Regions from separate parts of the Mus musculus genome. Here region 1 is linked to region 2. The links are chromatin contacts, called in public Hi-C maps. All regions are on one chromosome and are shown on one strand. The core of a region is the stretch at or near the end of the contact, and the rest is flanking DNA. Distances in the headings are between cores, read along the strand shown. Region 1 holds the start of Heca (hdc homolog, cell cycle regulator). Region 2 has its middle 34 kb from the start of Gm20655.

Region 1 (2,850 bases), core at 93-2,592, 79 kb before region 2:
TACATTCACCAAGATCAGTTCAGTTGTTTCTTACGGCACCCAAGATAAAAATATGGCTGTTTCATGCGAGGGAACAGAGGAAAATTATTTAAGCATATACATTGCCAACGTAATCAGAGGTAGACAGGAGAAATAAACTGTGATACTCGGGACAGCTCTTCTGGTAAGGTATGGGATCATTCTGAAGAAATGAGCTGAGATCAGAAGGGTGGAAAGGAGCGGGTCTTTGAAAGGGGCAGAAGAGAGTGCAGAAAAGGAGATTACATCAAACTCTTCCCAGGAACCCTGTGCTCTCATCTCTTTTTCTTTCTTTCCGTTTTTCTTCTTTAATAATAGATTTTTAATACACTATATTCTGCTCTTCTTTCCCCTTCTCCAGCTCTGCCAAGATCCTCTCCACCTCCCTTCCCAGCCGAATCCACAGCTTTCCTGCCTCTTCTTAGAAAACAAATATGCATCTAAATAATAATAAAATAGATAAGATGAAAACAAACACACAATATAGGACAAAACAAACAAATGAAAAAGCATGAGAAAGTCATATAGATGTATTCGTTCAGTGAGGAATTCCACAAAAAACAGAAAACTGGAAGCCATATGTCTATACAAAAGACCTAAAAAGATTACACATATATATATATATATCCCTGACAAAACATTCTGAGACAAAGAACCTCTTAAGATTCAACTGAGTCTCTTTTGTGTTGGCCATCTACTGCTGAGCATGGCTGTGCCCTCACTTCTTCACCTCTGATGTCCTCCTCACAACCCGGCCGTTCTCTCCAGACAACTCAGTCTTCTTTGTGCAGCCTGGCTCCTCCTGGCTGGCTCTGCTTCTGACAGAACCGACAGAACCCTTGGGTCTCTGGTTGGTAGGTCTGGGCTAAATAAGCTTTCCACCACGAGACTGAAGAATTCCCATACAGGAGCTCAACTGCACTCTCCAGAAACTCCTATCTTACCATTGTTGAGCCGCAGAGCCATTGAGCGAATTATTAATCCGAAACCCTTTGTTTTGCTCTCCTGTTCTAGTCACCTGTTTGTTTTTCCAGACCACGTTGTCAGGTTTAGCTCCAGTAAGGTCAGAAGGCCAGTTAACAACTTCACGAACACTGCCTGGCTCCCAGTCGTGGCTGTCAGCACACGCGGGAAGCCCGCCAGCCTCCCTCTCCCAAGAAGGCGCCTGGATGACGTCACCCAGAGCCGAGGGCTGAGCGCCGAGCGTGACGTCACGGGGGCGGAGCGAGTTGCCGTGAGGTCACTGGGTGGGCGGGGCCGGGCTCAAGCCCCAGTGTCGTCACGGGCGGGGGCGGGCCTGGAGCGTGTCAGCGCAGCCGAATCAAAACAAGCCCGAGACCCGCCTTTTCCCTCGGGCTCCTCCGCGTCTCGCTCTGCTCGGGGGCCCGTTGCGCCCGCGCGGCTGCGAGCCTCGGGTGGCCGCGCGTGGCCGCGCCGGCTTCTGCCGCGGAGGGCGCGGCGGCCGGAATGTCGCGGCGAGGGCCGCGCGGCGGGGCGGGCGCCTGAGGAAGAGCGGCCGGCCCGCGCTCTCCGTGGCCGCCCCGGTGCGGCGGGGGAGCCGCCTTCGTGGGCGCCGGGGACCGGGACACCCGCGAGCGGGCCGGGGAGATGCCCAACCCCAAGAACAGCAAAGGCGGCCGCAAAAACAAGCGCGCCAACAGCAGCGGGGACGAGCAGGAAAATGGAGCCGGGGCCTTGGCGGCGGCGGGTGCGACAGGCGCGGCGGCCGGAGGGGCCCTGGCGGCGGCGGCGGCGGGCTGCGGGGCGGCGTCGCCCGGCGCGGTGGGCACCGGCGGCGCGGCGGGCCCGGGAGGTGCGGGCACGGGCGCCGCCAACGCCACCGTCGCTGCGGGGGCTGCAGCCGCGGGAGACGCTAAGAATGGTAAGACGACAGCGGCGGGGCGAGCGCCAACTTCCTCACCGACGGGCGGGCGGGCGCGGTGGCGGGGCCCTGGGTGGCGCGGGCGGCGCGTGGACAATGCGAGTCAGGAAGTGCTCGCCCCGCCCCACCGCCCCGCGCTGCCTTTCCTTTCGTGGTCCCCACGCGGAGCGGCGTGGACCGGGGCTGCGGGCCCCGCGGCGGCGCTCCGGTTGGTGCCTGCTCCCCGTGGTGCCCGCGCGGGCTGAGTCTGAAATGTCCCGGGTTGGTGGGAGCGAGGCAGCGGGCAAGCAGGAAAAGGAGCCCAAGTTAGAATGATCCGATTGGAAACTTCCCTGCTCACCGCGACCCACCCACCCACCATTGCCCCCAAAGAAGAAAAGCTGCAATTCCCAGCAGATGTAGGCCTGTTGCCTGATTGCCACAGGTGGAGAGAGAGAGAGAGAGAGAGAGAGAGAGAGAGAGAGAGAGAGAGAGAGAGAGAGAGAGAGAGAGTGTGTGTGTGTGTGTGTGTGTGTGTGTGTGTGTGTGTGTGTGGTGTTCATTTAATTCTCTTGTCTTGCTCGAGGAAGGAAGAGAATCTGAACTTGACTTCCGTTCCCAACCTGAAGTGTTTGGGTGTCTTTTTCTTTTTTTTCTCTCTCTTTCTTTCTCTCTTTTCTTCCTTTTCTTCCTTTCCTTCTTTTCTCTTTCTTTCTTTCTTTCTTTCTTTCTTTCTTTCTTTCTTTCTTTCTTTCTTTCTTTCTTTCTTTCTTTTCCTGTCCCTTGTATAATTGTTTCACATTTGTTTTTCTGAAGAAGCCCTGATAATTTCATGAGCGCTTGAATGATCCTTTAGAAGGGAGGAATGCAGGTAATAGCTAAGGTGTGACAGGATTTTCCCTTCTTACCACAGGATGCCTGACATTTATTTGGGCAGCTTTTAAACTTTTTTCTTCTCAGGTAGTTTTTCA
Region 2 (3,027 bases), core at 296-2,795:
GGAAGAGGAAGATGATCCAGATTCTGAGTGACTTTAAATAGCCACAGGTAGCTATGAATATCATAAAAGGACAGAATAATTGGAATAACCTGTCTAATCTAGGTGGGCAGCTTGTATCATCAATTGGCTCTGAAATTATTGTGTGGGCATCTGGTGAATTGAGAATTTAATGATATAGAACTCTAATTAATTATAAAAAAGACAAAATATAGCAAAATGTTGAGGAACTCATTACAGCTTTTTAATCTAAACTTGGTATCAGGAACAATACAATCCAAGAAAATGTAGAAAGTCCAGACTTTCCCCATCCATCCTTTGAGTCATATGTTTGGACCTAGGATAGCTGCAAACTTACTTAAAACATTGTGCTGTTCTCTCTCTCTCTCTCTCTCTCTCTCTCTCTCTCTCTCTCTCTCTCTCTCCTCTATTGTGCAGTTCTCCATCATTAACTCTATATGACATGGTCATATTACAATGTCAAAAATCAGGACATGTCTGCATGCAGCTGAGCTCTGTGAGTGCAGTCTGTTGTCTAGGGAACAGATGTCTGCCTTCCAACTTTCCTTAGCCTTTCTGCTGTAGGCATTTACACTTGTACTTTTGTGCCTCGCACAGTGCCTAGCACAGGGTAAGAACTTAGGAGTCCATTCACTGTTGGATGCTGCATTTGCTGAATTGACCTGGGATACAGCTTAGGTCCTAACTACAACCGGTTTTCATTTGCAGAACAGAATACACTTCCTGCGACCCTCTTCAGTGTGGCAGCAGCAAACAATTACTAACTCTGGCAGAAGAGAAGACCTACTTAGTTGCTGTACAAAGGTGGTTTTCAGTTCTGTTGCCATGTACAGCAGTCCTGCCAGATTAAGTGACAATCTGTCTGGGACTGGCTGCAAAGACAGTTCTGCCTCTAGTGGTTCAGTAGGTGGCACTGCTGCTCTCTGTGTGCTAAAGGTGGCTGCCTTGCAGAGGCTGTGTCTGGGCAGGCAGGAAGGCAAGCCAGCAACTCAGAGGAGTGTTTTTAGGCAAGTGGCAGCACAAACCCACTATGAATGTGAGGGAAAAGCCACTGTCATCTGCCCCTGCTTGCAGTTTGGGGGGATGGGCCTTAGAATCTGACAGTGAGGTTGGAGATGTCAAAACACGAAGGGACCTGAGGGGACTAACATAAGCAGGCTACAAATCAGATGTCTGTTCCCTGCGGGCACAGGAGGAGGAGAAGCTGGGAAGCTGAGCAAGCACATAGGCCCCTCCCTTGGGGGGAAAAATGCCAGTTTATTTAACGTCTCATCTTTCAGACTGTCTTGAATTGGTTCAGATTTTTACCTTGTTGGTCACTTTGATCCGTAGTGTTTTATTTTCTTGCTGATAGAAGAGCATTAGGCCTTCTATGCAGTATCTCTGTTCGACATGTAGTCACTTAAACCCTTTATTTCCCGACAGCCACATCTCAACTGATGTTACGCACTGAATGCTTGATGCCCTGCTAAGTTTCTATATGGAAATTCTTACCTCCAACATGATGATGCAGAAGGGTGTGGCGTTTGGGAAGGAATGAGATCATGAAGACATCGGCCTCACAAAGGGAGTTAAGATCCTCATTGAAGGAGACCTCTGTGAGCTCCCTAGTTTCTTTCTCTGTGTTGCTACAATATGAAGATGGCTGCGGGTGAGGACATGAGCCCTCTACAGACAGGAAATCTTTCAGAACATGACTAGTGGACTTCCTGGACTCCAGAATTAGAAGTAATATCTTCTGTTTGTTTATCACCCACACAATCACTGGTATCTTTGTCACAGTAGCCCCAAAGGACAAAGACAATCGACAGCATGCTTTCTTTTTTCTACCTGACTCAAACTTCTATCAAACTCATATGCAAAGTAATAGAAAAGTTTGAGTCAATGGGATGCATGTTTTGCTAATAATTTAGTTAATGGAAGAATTATCTGCCTTATTAACAAGTATGCTCCTTTAAATGTAAGAGAGCACAAAGCAACTGCTGGGATGCTCTACTTGTCAATCATTGTGGCTGAGCTTAACAAATGCTTGTCATGTATGCTGTCATCATGTCTCTTGCTAGAATAGGCACTATTAACTTGGTACATTTTTCACCTAAACCACCTGTGGTCTCAGAGTCATTGTCTGGTCTCACAAATGACATTATTTCCACTGTACTAGGTCATGACAAAAATCTTAGCAAAATTAACCAAATAATATTCCACAATTGATTCTTAGAGAAATAAGAACTCAGGCCAATTTAGTGGGGAACCATTTAACTTGAGCTCAAGGGAAATGTGATCAATTATCAGAATTTTAGGATGAAGAGATTGATATTCAAACAGCAAGCTTGCCAATGCTCACATGTAATCTTAGCACTTGGGAGGACAAAACTGAGAGGCTAACTATAAATTTGAGGGCAGCCTGGTCTCCATAATAGCAAGGTCCCAAACAGCTTATACTATACACAAAGAAAAAATGAAAAAGAAAGAAGAAGAGAAAGAATGAAAACAAAGAGCAATAAAATGAGGGAAAGGGGGTGGGGAGAGGCAATGAAAGGAGCCAAGAGGAGAGGAGAGGAGAGGAGAGGAGAGGAGAGGAGAGGAGAGGAGAGGAGAGGAGAGGAGAGGAGAGGAGAGGAGAGGAGAGGAGAGGAGAGGAATTCTGCAGTTTCTTCTATAGTGACTACGTGGCTGGAACTGGTTAATGAAAGAAGAGAAAGTGACTTTTGGACTAGTTTTCTTCTTCAAGGCACTGGACTGAGAGGCTGGGAAACTCGTCAAAGCTTTCTAGTTTCATGCAGCGTCAAGAGCAAAAGTTGGAGTTTAGAGACAGCCAGTGGTTTAGGATCCGGACTGCAACATTCCTGGCTCTTAGTTTGGACTCCAAAATCACTTCACCACAGGAGATAGATAGCTCTGAAAAGGCTGGAGCCCAGCTTCAGACCATTCAATTTATGACTAGGCAGGTTAAGTTTCTCACCTTACCTGACTGTTGGTTCACATTCCACAAGTTTTATTATGTTTTTA

Evidence for each region. Hi-C and Micro-C count contacts between places; a contact is called where the count stands out from the background.
Region 1: a contact with region 2 is called in a Hi-C map of the N1E-115 cell line, with 5 times the contacts expected there. The contact joins the promoter of Heca here to the enhancer-like site in region 2. A contact is called at or near these places in 3 of 39 promoter capture datasets (the 3T3-L1 cell line and 3T3-L1-derived adipocytes), 5 of 484 Hi-C or Micro-C datasets (the N1E-115 cell line, Sertoli cells, adipose-derived mesenchymal stem cells and 2 more), 1 of 115 datasets of contacts at active chromatin or transcription factors (bone marrow-derived macrophages) and 1 of 9 other capture datasets (adipose tissue).

Annotation. Positions count from the first base shown.
Region 1 is chr10:17,946,559-17,949,408 of GRCm38.p6, reverse strand. It overlaps Heca (hdc homolog, cell cycle regulator), which reads left to right and starts at 1,342. Exons shown (of 4, transcript NM_001033432.3): 1 at 1,342-1,900. The coding sequence starts at 1,627.
Region 2 is chr10:17,868,064-17,871,090 of GRCm38.p6, reverse strand. No RefSeq gene overlaps it. Among named protein-coding and RNA genes, the nearest start is that of Gm20655, 34 kb to the right of the region's middle. Within about 2 kb of position 1,545, at least 28 of the 459 cell types and tissues checked have an H3K27ac peak or open chromatin away from gene starts, as enhancers often do. A contact at or near this core is called in the N1E-115 cell line, where this site is marked.